Linked DNA regions of Mus musculus: region 1 is linked to region 2. The links are chromatin contacts, called in public promoter capture Hi-C maps. All regions are on one chromosome and are shown on one strand. The core of a region is the stretch at or near the end of the contact, and the rest is flanking DNA. Distances in the headings are between cores, read along the strand shown.

Region 1 (5,642 bases), core at 1,309-3,808, 190 kb before region 2:
TTGTTAGTGTTTTTGTTTTGTTTGGGATAGGATCTCATATAGACAATATAGGTCCTCATACTTGCTATGAAGTGAAGGACGTCTGTACTCTGAGAGTGATAGGATTACAGGCATGCACCATCAGGCTCAGACTACATTCTCAACACCCCCCACCCCAAAATGGAAAGAATCTCTGGCCAAGGAAGGAAAAAGGCCATACACAGCAAGTATAGAGTGGCTGCTGACAATATGAGACTACAGAACTTGGCAAGAAGAGCTTATAAGAGATCAGGTACAGATTACAGGTGACAAGAATGTCCAAACCCCAAGAGGACATTAGACCAGGAAAACAGTATCCTAAAACCATGCACCTCACCAATCCTGTCTTGTGTGGTCCCTAGAATATCAAAGACATCATCTATAGGCAAAATGATGAACAACACTATACAGAATAAGAAAAGACTAAACTCTAGAGATTATAACAACACTCAAAAGAAAGATACACTTGTAGATATCGGGAGAACATGATTTATTGAATATATATGGTGCCACTGGTAGGTTCTTATGTTCCAGTAGATAGCCCCAACGTGTGTGTGTATGTGTGTGTGTGTGTATGTGTGGTGTGTGTGGTGTGTGTGTGTGTGGTGTGTGTGGGGTGTGTGTGTGTGTGTGTGTGTGTGTGTGTGTGTATGTGTGTATTATTAAAACAAACAAGCAAGAAGTTGGCAAACTGAGTGTTAGAATCAGGGGTGCTTAGGAGGACGGAGGACTACATGAGATAATATTTCATTGCATGCATGTGAAAGATTCTCAAAAATAAAAGTTTTAAAAGAAAGTAAGAATCTACAAGACAAGTAACTGTCATCTCCAATCTCTTTGTTTCTGGATATGTCTGGTTGCTTGGTTAGTTTTGTTTTTTGAAACAAGAGAAACATAGAGCTTACGCTATCTTCAATCTCACTATGTAACTAAGGCTGGCCTTGAACTCCTGATCCTCCAGTCTCCATTTCCCACATTCTAGGATTACAGGCATGTGTGTCTAGGCTTGGCCCTGCTAGCTTTGTATTATAAAATATATAATATAAATTTGAAGCTAAAGACTTTAATTTCCATCTCATCTAACATGGACAATTTGGGATAAATGACTTAACTGATATGAGCCAAAATTTCCCTTTCTTTAAAATATTCATTCTGCCACTCAATAAACATTTATTTAGTACTCTTCCAAGCTAGGCCCTGGAAACAGAGCAGAGCTAAGAAGGAGTTCCCTATTTCAAGTACTATAGCTTACAATCTAGCAATATCTATCAGTAGTAATTGCCTGCACATACATTTATTTTAAAAAGGAGTGCATTGCCTGGAGATCTAGCTCCACAGTTAAGGGAGCTAGCTCATTGCTCTTACAAAGGACCCTGATTCAGTTCACACCCACATCACAGGTCTCACAACAGGAATTCCAGTTCCACACATATAGTGTACATAAACTCATTCAAGCACACACACACACATACTAAGTAAAAGAATAAATAAATACTCCTTTTAAAAAATAGAGTGGGGCTGGAAAGATAGCTCAGTTGTTAAGGGCATCGAGTTCTCTTCCAAAGGACCTGGATTTAATTCCCAGCGCCGACATGCCAGTTCACACTGTCTGCAACTCCAGTTCCGGGGGACCTGACACCGTCACACAGACACGTGCAGGGAAAACAATGCATATGAAATAAAAATACATTTAAAAATAGCATGATCAGAATTTGGGTAAACAGAGATTCAGAACCACCAAAGAAAGAAATAAGAGCAATATCCAGAACTACAAAGTGTGGGTCATGCACAGAGAACACAGATTCCAGTTTGTCTGGAGTCCAAGGTCATAAATAAGGACAAGGAAAATAAGAAGCTGCTGAAGCTAAATGATAAGTTCTTGAAAGTAGGCCATCTCCAACTCAAGGATAATTCATGGAGGTAATTATTAAACACCCCCTACTTACTAGAACCTACTCCAGGACCTAGAAATATAGGAGAATACAAAAGTCACAGATCCTCTGGTGTTTATGATTCTGAGAGGAAAGGCAAAAAAGACGGTCCGAACTGAGTCCATGAGATGCTCCGTAGGTAAAAGTACCTAAAAACCACTTGCTATCAAGCCTGACAAACTGAGTTTCAGTTCCTGGGTCTTACAAAGTGAAAGGAAAAGAGCAACTCCTGCAAACCATCCTCTGACCTCTTACACAGTAAAAGAAGCTGGCATTATAGTCCCATGCTTTTAACCCAGGCAGAGGTAGATGGATCTCTGTGAGTTCAAAGTTAGCTGGTCTACATAGCAAGTCCCAAGCTGGCCAGGGTTACATAGTAATACCATGTCTTAAAAACAAATAAATAATATAATAAATATATAAAAATGAAAAATCTACAATAAAAACATCAAGTGGTAATACAGTACAATTAAGAAAAACTAAGCAGTAAGAGAATAAATGTAAACAGAAAAGTCTTTTTAAGGAAGGAAAGGCCTCTCTGCTGCCGTGCCATCTGATTAGCTGAGGTGGAGCTGTGAGTCATGTGGATACGTGGGGTAAGGGCACATCAGCGGAAGGAACAATAAGTCCCTCCTAGCACTCCAGCTATAGCTATCCTCCAGGCATGTGCCGAGGCAGATCCTGGGCCTTGGCCAATCTTTTCTCTTGCCAGGGAAAGAATACGCAATAAGAAACGAGTCCTGAGTCAGTATCTCTTTCCTATAATGGACTTGTGGCGCCTGTAGATGAAGCCCTCATCTACTTCTGTGGTTTCAAACCCTCACCCCAAGAGAACGACGTCTATTAGGGGAGTTGCCAACCCCTTTTTGAGTCTCCTCACACAGCTATTAGTGCACTGGCTGGTCACCTCGTCAACCTCAGTTAGTCATCTGGTTTGACAGTCAAATATGGCCTGACAGTTACAAATGTGGGCTTTGTAATCATGTGTCTTGAACCAAACATCACTTATTAAATGTAAGATCCCAGTCTCATTTTTGTTACTTATAAAATGGTGATAAGTAGAGTTTTTAGATGGTGTGGTAAAGACATAAGGAACCTCTTTTCCAATAGTAAGTGCTAAAGAAATAGTAGCTGGCCAACAATGGTGGTACAAACCTGGGATCCCAGCACTTGGGAGGTGGAGCCAGAAGGATCAGGTATTCAAGACCTGCCTCAGCTACATCTGCTATCATCACCATTTGTTTATTCACTCATTCATCAATATTTTATTAGTACTCCCTGTTGAAGCTGCTAGGGTGCATCACGAGCACAGAGATGAATCTTCATGAACTCCATCCTTAAGAGCTCTCTCTGAATGAACTTGCAAGAGTAAATGAATGAATAAGACAGTGTGGTAAGTGCTCTCTTTGAGAAATAAGGTGATAAGGAGGCTGAGAGAGACATGGAACTAGTTGACAGAAAAGGCATCACAAAGCTTACTTGTAGGCTAACCTAAAAAATTAAAAAGGGGCAGTAGAGATGGTTCAGTGGTTAAGAACACTGTCTGCTCTTCCGCAGGAATTAGGTTCATTCCCAGCACTCACGTGGTAGCTCACAGCCCTCTGTAACTCCAGTTCCTTCTCTGGAGATTTGACACTCTCTTCTGGCCTCTATGGGCTCCAGGCATACACATGGTGCACAGCCATACATGCAAGCAAAGCACCCATATACACAAAATAAAAGATTTTAAATTTAGTTGAACAACTGAGTTTTCTAATCTATTCTATGAACAAACCAGCTATACAATCCTCCCAAAATGGCTCCTCCTAAGGATGGGATGTAACCTGGAACTGAGTTGTCTAAGAGGTTCCCTTCCTACTGCCATCTGGGAATCTTAGTTCCTAGTATGATGTCAATATCAAACCCCAAAACATCATTGTGAAAATATCTGGGTCTTGGGCCTAGGCCTCCGACGAGAGGCCCACTCCACTAGGTTACTATGCAAGCCTCTGGTCTATTAAACACCATAAGGACATACTATTAAAGGCCCCATACAGAGCTACAACAAAGCACAGAGAAAATCAGGCTAGAGAAATATTGGCGGGGTGGCTGCACAGCAGCAGGACAACCTTGAAGCTTTGGGATGTGAAAAAGTAAGATGGGACAATGGTAGAGACAAGGACAAACTTTTGACTTCTTTCCTAATCTGAGCTGATTTCAGTACTAAGTGTTAGAAAGTGGGATCATATAAAATGCTGACTTCAAGCAAACTGATAGGGAAACTGGCAGGGTAACAGGCTGTAATTAATGTGTTAAGTGCAATGATGATATAAACATAAGAAGTCAGGGGGACACAACACACAGTATCTAGACTGTGGTTTTTCAGGAAAGATTTCAAAAGGAGCTATCTAAAGAGAATGTTTGTTTGAAGCAGGATCTGAGGTAGCTAAAAGTGGCCTCTAAGTCTCTATGTAACCAAGAATGATTTTGAACTCCTAACTCTCTTGCCCCTATTTCCTAAGTGCTTAGCTTACAGGAGTGTGTCATTATACATGATTCACACTGTTCTACTGAGAATATTACCTAGAGTTTCATGTATATTGGGCTAGCATACTACCACTTGAGGCCACTTCCCTTTTTGAGAGAGGGTATCTCTATGTAGTCTTGGCCGTCCTCCTGGAGTTCACTATGTAGACAAACAAGACTGGATCTCCTGCCTCCTGAGTGTTATGACTTATTTTTTTCAAGACGGGGTTTCTCTATGTAGCCCCAGCTGTCCTGGAACTCACTCTGTAGATCAACCTTGAACTCAGAGATCTGCCAGCCTCTACCTCCTAAGTGCTGGGAATGAAGGCATGTATTAACACACCCAGCAGTCTTTTTTTTTTAATTAGGTATTTTCTTCATTTACATTTCAAGTCCCCCATATCCCCCCCCACTCCCACTTCTTGGCCCTGGCGTTCCCCTGTACTGAGGTATATAACGTTTGCACGACCAATGAGCCTCTCTTTCCACTGATGGCCAACTAGGCCATCTTCTGCTACATATGCAGCTAGAGACACGAGCTCCGGGGGGTACTGGTTAGTTCATATTGTTGTTCCACCTATAGGGTTGCAGATCCCTTTAGCTCCTTGGGTACTTTCTCTAGCTCCTCCATTGGGGGCCCTGTGATCCATCCAATAGCTGACTGTGAGCATCCACTTCTGTGTTTGCTAGGCCCCGGCATAGCCTCACAAGAGACAGTTATATCAGGGTCCTTTCAGCAAAATCTTGCTAGTGTATGCAATGGTGTCAGCGTTTGGAGGCTGATTATGGATTGGCTTTTTGAGACAGGGTTTCTCTGTATAGCCCTGGCTGTCCTAGAACTCACTTTGTAGACCAGGCTGGCCTCGAACTCAGAAATCCATCTGCCTCTGCCTCCCGAGTGCTGGGATTAAAGGCATGTGCCACCACGCCCAGCTTCCTTTTTTTTTTTTTTAAGAAAGAAAGAAAAGAAGAAAGGAAAGGAGGGAGGGAGGAAAGGAAAGGAAAGGAAAGGAAAAGAAAGGAAAGGAAAGGAAAGGAAAGGAAAGGAAAGGAAAGGAAAGGAAAGGAAAGGAAAGGAAAGGAAAAAAGGAAGGAAGGAAGGAAGGAAGGAAGGAAGGAAGGAAGGAAGGAAGGAAGGAAAGAAAGAAGGAAAGAAAGACAGACAGACAGACAGAAAGAACCTCATCA
Region 2 (5,576 bases), core at 2,614-5,113:
TGTTTTTTGATTTTTGAGACAGGTTATCATTGTGTAGCCTTCACTGTCCTGTAGCTTTGTAGACCAGGGTAGCCTCAAGCTCACAGAGATCCACTTGCCTTTGTTTCCCAAGTACTGGGACTAAAGAGTGTGGCCACTATTGCTCAACTGCAATAAAAGTACTCTTAACCCCTGAACCATCTTTTCAGCCCCCAAAATTAAAAAAAGAAAATGGAACTAGCAAAATGGCTCAGCAGCTCAAAACACTTGCTATACAACCCTGATGCCTTGATTTCAGATCCTGAGAACCCACATGAAGGTAGAAGGAGAGAATAGACTCCTGTAAATTGGCCTCTGTATGCAATGGCATATATGCCTACATACACACCCACACACACACCAACTACTACTAGTAATAATAATAAGTGATACAATCGGGACTGGAGAAATTGCTCAGGAATTAAGAGTATATATTGTTCTTACAGACTTAAGCTTCCAACATTTATGTAGGGTGATTCACAAGCACCTGTAATGCTTACACAGATACATAAATTTTTTCTGTAGTTTTTTGAGACAGGGTTTCTCTGTGTAACTCTAGCTGTGTAGACTAGGCTGGTCTCCAACTCACAGATCTACATGCCTTTGTCTCCAGTGATGGGATTAAAGGCACAGGCCACCATACCCACAAATAAATATTTTTTAAAAAACAAAAGTGATTAAAAATCAACACATAAAATTATAGATCTTGAGAGTACAAAAAACTTGTAAGTAAAGCATGTGACATAGTGGTAGAAGGAGTCAAGTATAGTTACCATGTATCTCATATTCTAATAATTCAACTCCTAGGTATAAACACCAAGAGAAACCTGTCTACTAAGATCTTGAATACAAATGTTCATAGCAGTATTATCCATAATGGCTAAAAATGAAAACTCAAGTTTCTATTAACTGATTTGTATACAGAAGATGGTATACATAGAGAATGGGATATTCTTCTTTTTTTTGGAGGGGGGGGGTTCGAGGCAGGGTTTCTCTGTATAGCCCTGGCTGTCCTGGAACTCACTTTGTAGACCAGGCTGGCCTTGAACTCAGAAATCTGCCTGCCTCTGCCTCCCGAGTGCTGGGATTAAAGGTGTGTGCCACCACGCCCAGCAATAACGGGATATTATTAAGTCATAAAAATAAATGACATATTGACACAAGCTACCTATGCCAATGAACTTTAAAAATACTATCCTAAGTGAAAGCACCAGACACAAAAGCCATAGATTATATGATTCCATTTACATTAAATAACTACAGTAAGTCAATGTAAGAGATTAATGGGGCTGGTGAGATGGCTCAGCAGGTAAGAGTACTGACTGCTCTTCCAAAGGTCCTGAGTTCAAATCCCAGCAACCACATGGTGGCTCATAACCACCTGTAATGAGATCTGATACCCTCTTCTGGTGTGTCTGAAGACAGCTACAGTGTACTTATTTATAATAATAAATAAATCATTGGGTCAGAGGGAGCAGGGCTGACTGGACCAAGCAGAGGTCCTAAATTCAATTCCCAACAGCCACATGAAGGTTCACAACCAGCTTTACAGCTAACAGTGTACTCACGTACATAAAATAATAAATAAATCTTAAATAAAATAAGTAACTTCAAAGTCATCATGGTCCTCCTCACTGAAGCATTTCTCTTTCAATGTATCCTCTCCAGTCTTCCTATAAGTACACACCATTTAAGAATCCCAACTTCTGAACATCTACTAATACTTTGAATTAAATATACTCACCTGTTGAGTCATTTAAGACACATTTCAAAACCCATGCCTTAAAACATTTAAAATGGTCAGTCTATTACTTATTGAGGGCAAACTGTGTACCAGGTACCATATCAAATGTTATATTCCTTTCATTTCATTCTCCCAACAGTCTGTAAGTCAAGCAAAATTATCCTTATTTTACAGACAAAGAAACTGATGTCCAGAATTATTGGGGATTTTCCCCATATTATCATAGTTGGGCCTGGATTTAAACTGGGGGTTCTCTGATTCTGAAGTTCGACAATTCTATTATTTTGCTGCTAAAACAATAATTCACTCACCTATGCAACAAATATGTAAATTGTAAGGTACATCAACTATGTGCCAACTCTTAAGAACACTAAAATAAATGTCCAGGGCAGGTTTAAATGTAGTTGCATTTCAAGACTGAAGAACCAAAAAATCAGAGGTTTGGATGGTGGCAAGAGAGCCACTGTAAAGATTCAAAAATAAAACCCTGAGTACTGTTGTTTATTTTGTTTTTAAGACAGTTTCATGTATTTCAGGCTGGCTTTCAGCTTCATATTCTACCTCAGCTACCTAAGAATTGAAATTACAGATCTTGGCTATTATACCCCACCTAATGACTTTCTGATTTAGAGTAAAGGCAAGGAGGAGTGATGGAAAAGCAGGGTGTTTGGACAGAGTGGTTTAGGGATGGTGGTTACAGATGGATGTTCAAACTAGCTTTTCCTGTTAGGCGATTTATACATTATTCTTTCAAGTATATACTGAACATCGACAATATATTATGTTTCTTCCATTTACTGTCTTTAAAAAAAAAAAAGAGATTTATTTATTTTATGTATACCAGGAGAGGGCACCAGATCCCATTACAGTTGGTTGTGAGCCACCATGGGGTTGCTGGGAATTGAATTCAGGACCTCTGGAAGAGCAGCCAGTGCTCTTAATCGCTGAGCCCATCTATCTCTCCAGCTCCTTTAAGATGTTTTTGTTTGAGGGAATCATTTAAAATTCTTAGCAAATCTCGTTTCAGTTCTATATTGATTTCCCAGGACGTGGTGGAGAGGTAGTATGTACCTCTTTTTTTTTTTTTTTTTTTTTTTTTTAACACAGCTCCTGTTATCTGTGAGACCTCAATAATTTAGAGAGGTCTGGTTTCTAGAACATGCCCACTCTTCTGCTCTCTGCTAGATCCTAGGAGAAAAGACACCAAAAGGATGAAAATGAAGCTTTGGCCCAGATCAGGGGAGGGAGGAGGCATAGAACGGAAAATAAATAAGATACAAAGTAACAAGGTCTTTACAAGCAGACTGCCTGAACTTCACCGGGACTTGTAAAGGTTACCAAATGTGTCCTGGAGAAGGCCGCAAGAAACCCAGAACAAGTATAGATTCTGAAAGTGCAGCTGAGGCTGAAGGGCCAAGAATCTCCTCATTGGGCTCAAGCTCTGTTAAGGCAAATCCATTGCTCAGGTCTATTCTAGAGATTCAGAGGGGGAAAGTGTACGGCGAGGGCTGGCTTGCGCTGGAAAGAACAGTGGGGAGTGGAGTGTCTGCAGACAATCTGTGGATTGATGGGTTTCCAGGAAGGGTCCTCCGGCTCTCCAAGTGCAAGCTAGGTGGCCAAGGAGCCTTCCCATCATTGCCCGCAGACAGGAGCTAGAGAAGGATAGAACAATTACCAGGTCATCCTTGGGACTTCCTTCTGATTGGCCGGAGCTTCCGTAGCGAGTCTCCGCGCTCCAAGGAAGGGGGCGGGGCCTGGACACAGCGTCACTGCGGTTTGGTGCTCACTCCTCTAGCCACGCACCAGCCCTCTTCGAGGGGCCTGTGTGACGTCATGAGCCTCTCTCAGCCAACCGTTGCGGCAGAGGGAGTGGGACTCTACATCCCTCCCCATCGTCCCTCCTTTCCCCCCCCCCCCCCCCTTTCCCGGCAATTCCTTACGCTCCTCCTCTTCCCCTCCGTTCCTAATCAGAGACCGCCTCCACGTTCGGTTTCAAAAGGATCGTCACCCAATGAATAACGGTGTGGGCCTCGAGTGGCGGACCGGCCCGCCAATGCCCGGCCGCCAAGGGCGGAGCGGCCGGAGCCGATCTCTGACGGTGGACGGCGTGTGACGCAGTCAGGCCTCTGCGCGCTGCGCCCGAAGCGGCGGTCGGTGGCAGCGGCGGCGGCGACGACGGTTTTTCTGGAGGCCGCGCGGTGAGCGGCGGGTGACGGGCGGACCTGGGCTCTCACTCCAGACGCACCGCTGTAAGTCGGGAGCGCTGCCGGGGCTGGGCGGGTAGATCTTCCTCTCTGTACCGGCATCTGCGCTGGACGCCCGGGGCCCTCTCCGCCGCCGAGTCTCGTGCCGGGCGCGCTCCTTCGGGCCTGCGTGAGGGGGCGGGGCCCGGGGCCTGCGGCCTGGCTCGGGAGGCCCTGGGAGGGGATCCAACTGTGTGGGGCGTAGGCCGGAGGGGTCTCGGGTCGCAGCCCACATTGAGTGAACCTCGCTTTCTCCGGTGCTACTCATTCATTCGCTGGGTGGAGGTGAGCAGCCCGCGGTAGGCAGACCCTTGCAGGGTGGTGCCTTGGGGGGACTTCAGTGAGGTCTCCCCGTCACTTCCTTGACCACTCTACAGGACACGTTTTGTCTAGGGTTCAACCAGAGGGTTGAGTGAGTCAGAACTGTGTTTAGCTTTTTAAGACACTGACAATTGTCTGATAAATAAAATGAAGGGTTCTTTCTGTTCCGTGTAAACCTAGGTGAGAAAGATTGAATTTCTGAGTAACTGGAGCCATAAGCGTTTAAATTGTCAATCGCCCCCACTCTGCCTCAAGTACAGAGGCTTTATTAGTGGGAGGTAGGTAGAGGAAGAGAATCCAGGTGTCTTGATTCAAGTCTAGTAGAATTTGTATACTCTTCCACCCTTCCTCTATGTTCCAGTCTCCCAATATTGGCAATTCTCTATTTGGTAGGGGTAAGGACCCAGCATTTGACATAATTTTCAAAAACACTTCTAGTTTAGCTGTTTTCATGTTCGTTTATATATAGTAAGATAACTTGATTAGTAGTACCCTGATGGGGACTTTTTTTGCTTTTTTTTTTTTTTTTTTTTTTTTTTAACTTCGGAGACAACCCTTGGTTGGCCTGGAATTCGCTATGTAGACCAGGCTTGCCACAGACTCAAAGAGACCACCTGCCTCTAACGCTGAGGTAATGAGATTAAAGGTGTTTGCCATCACATCCAGACTTAACATAGACTTTTGAGAACAAAACTTTAAAAATGATGAAATTGGCTTTAACCTTGGCAGTGCACACCTTTTATCCCAGCACTTGAGAGGCAAAGGCAGGAGGCACTCTGTGACTACAAAGCTAGCCTACTCTTCATACTGAGTTTCAGGACATCTAGGGCTGCAGAGACCCTGACTCAAAAAGCCAAGTGGGGTGGGGAATAAAACCAAGATAGATGTGGTGCAGGCCTGTAATGTCACCAGTTATGGAAATTGAGGCCAGAGAACTAGAGCATACACAGGCAAAACACTTATGCACGTGATAAAAGAAATAATTGAATTCATTTCAGTAAAATGAAAAAAATGAGGCTTAACGTGTTAGAGGTACTGGGAAATACATTGATAAAATTAAATCTGCTACTTAAGATTTGATGGAATTGTCATTTTGATCTGAATATATCAATCAGCTTGTAGTTTTGATGTTTATATAAACCATAAGACCTAAAAACAAATAATGCAAAAGCACAGAAGAGAACTGAAGTCTTAAAAGTTGTAACTTGGTGTTTTCTGTATCATTTTCTCAGTTTGAGCATCACCACCTG

Evidence for each region. Promoter capture Hi-C pulls out the DNA fragments that hold promoters and counts their contacts.
Region 1: a contact with region 2 is called in a promoter capture Hi-C map of the HPC-7 cell line. The contact joins the enhancer-like site here to the promoter of Nup98 in region 2. A contact is called at or near these places in 10 of 39 promoter capture datasets (the 3T3-L1 cell line, the C10 cell line, the HPC-7 cell line and 6 more), 1 of 15 datasets of contacts at CTCF or cohesin (the NIH/3T3 cell line), 1 of 484 Hi-C or Micro-C datasets (bone marrow-derived macrophages), 5 of 115 datasets of contacts at active chromatin or transcription factors (DN3 thymocytes, bone marrow-derived macrophages, embryonic stem cells and 2 more) and 3 of 9 other capture datasets (adipose tissue, liver and pancreatic islet).

Annotation. Positions count from the first base shown.
Region 1 is chr7:102,393,022-102,398,663 of GRCm38.p6, reverse strand. All of the region lies in intron 3 of Stim1 (stromal interaction molecule 1), which reads right to left. Among named protein-coding and RNA genes, the nearest start is that of Rrm1, 46 kb to the left of the region's middle. Within about 2 kb of position 2,558, at least 59 of the 459 cell types and tissues checked have an H3K27ac peak or open chromatin away from gene starts, as enhancers often do. A contact at or near this core is called in the HPC-7 cell line, adipose tissue and bone marrow-derived macrophages, where this site is marked.
Region 2 is chr7:102,208,453-102,214,028 of GRCm38.p6, reverse strand. It overlaps Nup98 (nucleoporin 98), which reads left to right and starts at 3,863. Exons shown (of 33, transcript NM_001287164.1): 1 at 3,863-4,011. It also overlaps a transcript of Pgap2 not described here.